Regions from separate parts of the Rattus norvegicus genome. Here region 2 is linked to region 1. The links are chromatin contacts, called in public Hi-C maps. All regions are on one chromosome and are shown on one strand. The core of a region is the stretch at or near the end of the contact, and the rest is flanking DNA. Distances in the headings are between cores, read along the strand shown.

What was found. Hi-C and Micro-C count contacts between places; a contact is called where the count stands out from the background.
Region 2: a contact with region 1 is called in a Hi-C map of frontal cortex, with 2.1 times the contacts expected there. The contact joins the promoter of Spaca6 here to the promoter of Riok2 in region 1. A contact is called at or near these places in 2 of 12 Hi-C or Micro-C datasets (frontal cortex and mammary epithelial cells) and 1 of 1 datasets of contacts at active chromatin or transcription factors (oligodendrocytes).

What each region holds. Positions count from the first base shown.
Region 1 is chr1:66,774,309-66,778,337 of GRCr8, reverse strand. It overlaps Riok2 (RIO kinase 2), which reads right to left and starts at 2,123. Exons shown (of 10, transcript NM_001009687.1): 1 at 2,047-2,123. The coding sequence starts at 2,112. It overlaps LOC134485095 (a long non-coding RNA gene), which reads left to right and starts at 2,539. Exons shown (of 2, transcript XR_010062955.1): 1 at 2,539-2,969; 2 at 3,441-4,029.
Region 2 is chr1:67,349,170-67,353,198 of GRCr8, reverse strand. Spaca6 (sperm acrosome associated 6) reads right to left here and starts at 2,353. Exons shown (of 9, transcript NM_001135720.1): 1 at 2,066-2,353; 2 at 1,206-1,289. The coding sequence starts at 2,273. Mir99b (microRNA 99b) reads right to left here and starts at 3,135; the gene lies at 3,066-3,135. Mir3596c (microRNA 3596c) reads left to right here and starts at 2,863; the gene lies at 2,863-2,979. Mirlet7e (microRNA let-7e) reads right to left here and starts at 2,970; the gene lies at 2,878-2,970. It also overlaps Mir125a.

The sequences.
Region 1 (4,029 bases), core at 874-3,373:
ACAAACAAAGGAGAGGCAGAGAGTGGGAGACAGACAAACATAAGAGGTTACATTTCGGACATTAATCTAGTAGAAATATACAAAACTAAAATGGACAAAAACTGGAAGGAATGTACTGGAGAATTAATACAGTGCTCTAGCTGTGGTGAAAACAGTAAGCAGCAAGGGCGGTGGTAACAAGAGGAGGGGATTAAAGAGTTCTGCTCCTTCATATGGGGTAGATGTTCCTTGTGTGGAGGGCCGAGGTTCATGTCAGGGGTCTTTCTAGACTGTTCTCCATTGAATTAGGAAGCAGTGTGGAAGAGTCAGACAACAACATATGAGAGGGTAAAAGGAATGAAGAGGGGTTGGGGATTTAGCTCAGTGGTAGAGCGCTTGCCTAGCAAGCGCAAGGCCCTGGGTTCGGTCCCCAGCTGGGGGTGGGGAGGAATGAAGAGTCAAAATTTTGAAGCAAAGGAAAAGGGTTATTAAAATATAAATGAGATGGGGATGTGAAAAACTGGGGGAGGGGGAGTTTACACTAAACGTGCAACAAGTCAAAAAAATGACAATGGATACAGAGGCAAAGAAGTCCAGAGAAAGAGGGAGCGGGAAAAGGAAGACAGCATCTGGTAGGTAGCATCCATCTGGCTTCTTAATGTAAAGTTCAATGACTACATAATTCTTTAGGGAGCTTAGAAATTCTCAAAGAAAAATCTTTTACTCTGGTGTCCCACCATAACTGACCACTAGAAAGTTTTAACTCATAACTCATTTTTATGTTCTGTCCCCACTTCCCCAATCCTCCAACACTGTTGACGACCCCATTTTTGTCAAGATGCAGAGAAATGAGTGAATGTGCTGAAAAGGAAAGTCATTATTTAAAAAATAGCATTTAAGGAAAAAGTGTAGGTTAATTAAGTATTTAAGGAAAAAGTGTAGGTTAATTAAGCTATAGGAAAAAAGGAATTACACACCAAAGTTCATATGGACCTTACAGTTGATTAATTTGGAAATGTTACCTAGGCTACAAAGGCTTAATACAGGAACCAAGCAACTCAGATAACATATTCTATTATGTAACACAGTCCTTATTATTAAAAGCCAACGACTTCTAAACAAAGACCGACTTATTCTAACCTTAGATATAAGTCCCATCTCTGTGCCTCTCAATACTAAAACTACACAATCATATTTTGTTGTTTTTCTAATGAAAACATTCATGGGCTTCCATATAAATTGTTTACTAGGCCTGCAAGGGTTTATATGGTTTGGTTCTCATTTTCTATGCATGCCCCCAACCATTAGAACCAATCATACTGGCTTTTCTTTTTTATGAAGACTTTCACTATCATCTTTGGGTTTCTGCTCGTCTGCCTCCAACTCTCTCCAAGGACACCTATTCTCCTGTAGGTAATATTTCCTTGGTTCAGAGTTGGGGACAAATTTTGTAATTTGATTAACAGCAAAGATAAGATTCTTGGATTCAGTCTCCATCACTATAAAACTCAGACAGTACTCTTCCCTCACCTTCCAACACACGGATACTTTCTATTCCTTTATCCTTTGCTACCTTCACCGTACTTACTACTTAATAATTACATTGTTAACATATTTATTGAATTGCTCCTGGACCAAGAGGCATCCCTTATCCTCCTTTGTTTTGCACTCTGCTGAACAGCTTAAATTTGTCAGTGAAACCTGACAAATGTGTTTTCTTCAACATTATGTGGCTGGGTCTATTACTGGGGGCCCAACAGGCCTCCTTCGAGGATTTAACCCCCCCACCCTTCCCTAGTTGGAAAGCCAAAGATCAGTGAAATTTCCCGGGCCAGAGACGCAAGCACTTCTGGAGCAAAAGAAGAAGAAAGGAAGAACCATGTTTAGGAAAAGATAGTTTTTTTTTTCCACAAAACTTCATGAAAATTAGACCTTGGTGTCCTTTACCAAGACCCCGGCTTCGGCCAACAATCCACAGATCAGAGCACTCACTCAGCTCCCAGCGGCCTTAGAATAGCAGGAAGAGGACATCACCGAATGGATAAGCAAGAAAAGTGTATTCCTTACCGCAGTCAGAACTCTGAAGTCATCTCGACTCATGTACCTTAGCTTGGCCACATTCACCTTCCCCATGCTTGCCCAGCTCCAGCACCGACACTCCCGGGGAGGACGCAAAGTCGCTGGGTAATCTCGCAAGCTTTCCGCCGCCGCCTGCCCGCGCACGCGCTCTGTATTTACGGTGCTTCTCGCTAGATAAGAACACGTGCTCCAGTGGCACTGAAAAACGCTATATTTTCTTGTCTTAGTAGCTAAAAATCATGCAGAAGTGATTTTTCAGCCTGTAAATAACCACTTTACATGCGACTGATTTGGCAAGTTGCAAATGTATTACATAATATACCTCGTTACTTTTCAAAGCTGCCAGGACCTGATCGGAAATAAGGACGGGCTTCCGCATGCAACTGTCTCTACGTCACGAGAGGGGCGTGGCTTATCAGTTCCCTGCCAACTCTAGGTTTAGTGCAACGTAAAGTCAGGGAAGAAAGTGTGCAAACGAGAACCCAGGCCAGCAAAGCCACTGGGAAGATGGCCAAAGAGCGCCACGCGCGGTCTCTCGGCTGCCCCACGCTTGTCTGGCGAAGGACAACCGGGCAAGGGGTTGCCCCGCTGGCTTAAGACGTGGATCCTAGGACTGGTTAGGCGGAGCTGCTCACTCAACTATCCAGTGTCCGCTTCCAAAGAAAGCGCGCGCCTGGATGTTTCTGGGGCCTAGGAGCATTTGGAAGGCTTTATGGGCGTTTTCCATACTGAACTTGCAGCTCTTCGCCATGCGTACCTACTGGTAACCAAGAGAATGTACCCAGGACAAAGACGTTTATACTGTTTATACCTTCACGACAGCAGCAGCTTAGTAGCAACAATGTGACTCGTATGACGTTCAGTATCTGTGTTTCTCATTTCACGAATTATTTATATTTCAGTCCTTCAAGGTGCAGATCTTTTCTGATGTGCTCTTAGGTTAAGCTTGGGTTCTGTATATTAGCGTCCGCTGTTATGATCTGCTTTATCCTTGGGAGATTGTAATTACTTTTTGCGGGGGGAGGTACTATATGCAAACTACATTAAGGATTGGGATTAAGATACTCTCAGGTTCCTTCCCTGCTCCACTTCCGGTTTCCAAGAAACAATGTATTCATTTCCTTCTTTGGAGAGTGGTGCTGAGTGTTGTTCCAAGGAGCTAGAGGGCAGATAGCAGACTGTAGAATCCGATTTCTTTTCAGATAAAGTAGTTGGTACTTAAAATTATCAAATCGAACAAAAGAGCAATCCTTTGTCATCTCTATGCTCCTGCCTTTGCGGCCTTGTATACTTGAATTACCGGATACTAGGCTTATCTAATTAGGACTTAACTAATTAAGACTTTTCCAATTAATGAATTTTTCTTTCTACATTAACATTAGAAAAATGTAAAAAAAAAGTTTGACGAAGCTTTGATCATCTGTCTCCTATCAGCCACGACTTATTGAGTGGATTTGGATCCAAGTTCTGCAATATTGGAGTAGAGTCCAGATTTCCCATCTTTTCAATATTTTTTTTCAAATAAAATTTTCTTAGTAATCAAGTCATTTATGAGGAAAGGATTCAAATTCAGTCTTCCTTTCTTACCACACTTAAACCAGTGGTTCTCAACCATGCTAATGCTGCGATCCTTTAATACAATTTCTTATGTTATGGTGACCCCAACAATAGAGTTATTTTTGTTGCTACTTCATAACTGTAATCTTGCTACTATTATGATTTGTAATGTAAATAAATATTTTTGGAGATACAGTTTTACCAAAAAGGTCTGGACCCACAGGCTGAGAACTTCTCAAACAGCCTATTGTTCATTCATTCACCATTTATCAAATACAGATACCAGATTTTTGCTAGGCCCCGGGGAAACTCAATCCCAAGTCCTAAAACTTAAACTTATGGGGAGGAGATATGTAAAAAAACACTGGATGTAACAGAAAAGCCAAGGACTCAGGATGTTGAATTTCCTTTTCC
Region 2 (4,029 bases), core at 1,104-3,603, 570 kb before region 1:
GCAGACCCACTTTTCTATTTTACGGTCCCCCTCCTCTTCTCTATGGTCTCAGATATGCATCAGACCATCTCCTCTCTATCCCCAACCTCCACCCGCCCCCAAATATCTGCCCCACATTAAAAAGAACTATTCTACTTCCAAGGTCTACCCTTGATCGCTTTGTCTAAGTTTCAAATATGGAGACATGTCAGGGCAACAACAGAATGCACATCCCAGCATTCTACATTCCATCTCTCAGGTTCCTGAGCTTTCTTTGGGGTGGGGACTGACACCCAGAAAATTCAGGATAATCCTGGACACCTCTGAATAACTGGTCCCTTTCTTTGTTTGGGAGGCCTCTGATATAAAACTTAAAATGAACCATTGTACATGAGGAAAAAGGGGGGGGGGGCCTCGAACTCCCAGATTCTGGGAGTAGCCAATTTATCCTTCAAATGAGTAAACAAGCAAAAAGGAGTTCTCACACAGCCAAACTATTACTATCTAATATACTTAGTAGACTGTGGTTGGGGGCACCTGGTATGAATAGTGTTAATCATGTCTTTTTGAAACTCATGTCCCCAGAGCCTTAAGTATATTACGCACAGCTACATGGGTATGATCTTCCCTAATGTTCCAGCAAAAATATAGTCTGGCCCTGACTATATCTGCCCTCTAAGTGGCTAGCTCCACTCTTCCTAACCTATCTTTGTTAGCCATGAGTAGTGTGTGTGTGTGTGTGTGTGTGTGTGTGTCTGTCTGTCTGACCTGTCTGTCTTATCCTAAAGGATTAAGTCTGTCTTGTTGGAAGGAATTGTATCTTCTCTAACACCCATCTCAAAAAACAGCATTTCCTCCCAGTGAGCTCTGACTTCTCTGGGAGATAGAGAGAATGTCTCACCTTAGGAGATGAGAATGTTCCACCTTCAAAGATGACAAGAACGACTCCACCTGAGAGCCTAAGAAATCTTCTACCTTACAGGTGAGTAAGTAGAGCCTCTCACCTGGGCTCCAGAGCTAGACAGTGAGATTCACTGGTAGGTCACATGTACTTGACGCCGAAAAGCTTCAGACTCCCTGTGACTTGTAAACCTCCCATCTTTGACTCCCATCACCTCTGGAGTTTTCTCAACAAATAACCTAACTCAAACAGGTTTCCACTATCACTCCCTAAAGATCACTTTCCCCATTAGAGAATTCACTTATGCCTTCATAGTACACAAAACACTCACCCTGGACAGCAGCCACCTCCTGAAGGAAAACTGTCATCTGTGTAAATTCATCATGCAGGTGGCTCCTCTCATCATAGTCTGAAGGTGGATGAGAAGCAGGCAGAGACACCATGGCACAAACCTGGTTCCACAGTGTTCTCTATGTCCAACTTATGGCTGAATATCTCCAATCCCTATGACCATCCCAGATTCTATAGTCCCAGTCTATGTTCCCTACATTGAGAACTGGAGACCGCCCCCAACCCCAACCCAAACCTTCAATCTGGTATCTGGGTTATCTCTCACTCCCTCTCATCCCTCTCTTTAGGCCTGTCTCTTACCTGGCACCTTGCATCTGCTTCCCCTTCTCTATCTTTACTCCAACCCCATAGGTCTCTGTGCCATCTCTGGATAACTGTCTCTCTATACATCCCGAACCTCTGTTATCTCTGCTATTAGTACATATCTCACTCACTCTGGGTCTCTGTTCCTGTCTTATCTCTATGTACCTTACTCTCTGTGTCTCTCATTCATCTCTCTGGATTTGTAGCTCTCTGTCCCCCTCTGTAAGTCTCTGATCTCCCCACTCATTTGTGTTCCAATCCATACCCTCCTCTCTCCGAACAATGCCTCTACTCTTTCTACTTGTCCATCTCTTTCCTTCTAACTCTGTCACAGCTCTTACTATCATTAGCCTCTGAGGCACTGTCTCATCTGTCTACACCCCACTCTGAACCTGTTTCCTTTCATTGTTTCCACCTGTCTCTCTTCCATGATCCTGTACTTAGCTTTGCTTCTTCGAGTAACTCAAAGATTCTCCTTCCCCTCCCCCGGGCCCTGGTTTATGAAGAAGGGGCAAAGAAGGGGCTCCTCACTGATTTCCATGTCTGAGAAACCCTCAAAAGCATCTGTGAGAGCATCTCTACACTTGCGTATCTTGGAGTCCTCTGAGCCCACAAACATCCGGCAGAGACTGAGGCGTTCCTCATGCGTAGTGAAGCAGAAGAGACAAGCCCATGTGGATGCCCTGAAGATCAGCAGGAGCAACAGGACAAAGCTCCCTACTAAGGCAACAAGTCCCATAACAGAGGGTCTCTGAGACTGAGCAGAAGATAGTAACCTTTGTGAGGTCACTGTGGGGGAGGGGAAGCCTGTGATCAGAGATTGAGTTTCAGCAGGTGGTCAAGCATTAGACTTCATTTAGAGGAAGGTTGCCAGGGGTCACCTGAAATCCCTAAGTTGTGGCTGAGCCAGGCGCCAGGCTCCCAAGAACCTCACCTGTGACCCTGGACGTCCTCACAGGTTAAAGGGTCTCAGGGACCCAGAGGCCGGCAATGCAGCTATGGTGGACCAGAAAAGACCTCTTCCCCCGAGGTGGGAGCAGGGAAGAGTGACAGAAAAAGAGATACCCAGAAGACAGACAGAAACCAGGAGAGATATCAAGAAGTTCAGAAACCCACAATGTCAGCGATTGATTCACAGCACTAGAGAAATAGGAGCTCCTAGAACCCTAGAGACAGTGGTTTAAAAGACAAGAGACAGACAACTAGAAAATCTTATGATGGCATAGAGACTGTAAGGAAAGGGGATAGGGCAGAATGGGGACAGAGAAGACACCCCAGCTCCTACCGGGAACTCTGGAGCAGTGGTGTGGACCTGGGGTCCCCGCCGGCCCCTTCCAGTGCAGGGCGCAGCCTGGGGAAAGCTAGGAGGCCGTATAGTGATCTCCTCGGGTGTCTTCCTCAACTATACAACCTCCTACCTCAGCCCGGGGGGCGCGGCAGGTGGGCAGATTGACAGATGGATTGATGGGAGACCAGAAGTAGGGAGGGTGGGGGAGGGCCGGGGAGGTCCCAGCCGCGATGGTGAGCCCCCGACACGGACCCACAGACACGAGCTTGTGTGCGGCGAAGGCCCCGCAAGGTCGGTTCTACGGGTGGGTGCCAGGACCCAGGAGTCCGGGCCCCCGGCCCCCTCCTCCCCAAGGAACCCAGGAATTCAGTCCCAGCCCCACAATCTAAGCCCCAGTCACCCTCTTTCAAAGCCAAGAGATTCAGACCTCAGCCCTCCTCCGTTAGACTAAGGGGTCCTCATCCCAGCCCTCCCTCCCACAGATTTCCTCCAGACTTCCTCCCTTAGACTTTGGGGTCCAAGTCCCATCCCTCCCTCCCATCTAGCATTGTAGACCCCCGTGCCATCGGACTCAGTTCTCCTCAGTCAGACCCAGGGGTCCAGTCCCTAACCCTCACCGGTTCTTCTCCACCCCGACCTCCTCCAGCAGACTCAGGATCCAACCAGGCACTTCCCTTAGAGAAGGCACAGTCGGGTTAGAGAACTGGCTTCTGGAGTGCAGAAAGGATGTGCTCCCATTTGTCTTGGCAATCCGAGCCCCTTCTGTAACCCCTAAAGGTTTCATATCCCAGGTATGAGCTAAAGGCTTTTTGGGTATCAGAAATCCTCATGGGCCTCTCGGAATAATCCTACCTTTTCCAAAACCATTCTCAACCTTTAGCTATGCTCAAGGAATAATGATACAACCCAGGGCCCTGTCTTCTCGACGCCCCCCAACTCATTAATGAGGTCGCTACCTGCACCCATGAGCCTCCCAGAAGGGAAGCCACTAGGCCAAAGTCAATTGGCTGCAGGTGGGAGGGGCCCTAGGATGTGCACCCACCCTGAGGCTCTAAGTTCAGAACTGGTCCTCTGAGGTTCCCAGGTTCCATGTCCATCTTCTTGTTTCTTTCTCTCCTCCCCACCCCCTTTTTTTTTTTAACCTGGCCCTTTTCAAATTTTGCCTTTCTTTCTCAGTTTGTATCATCCCTGACTAGACTTTCCTCTC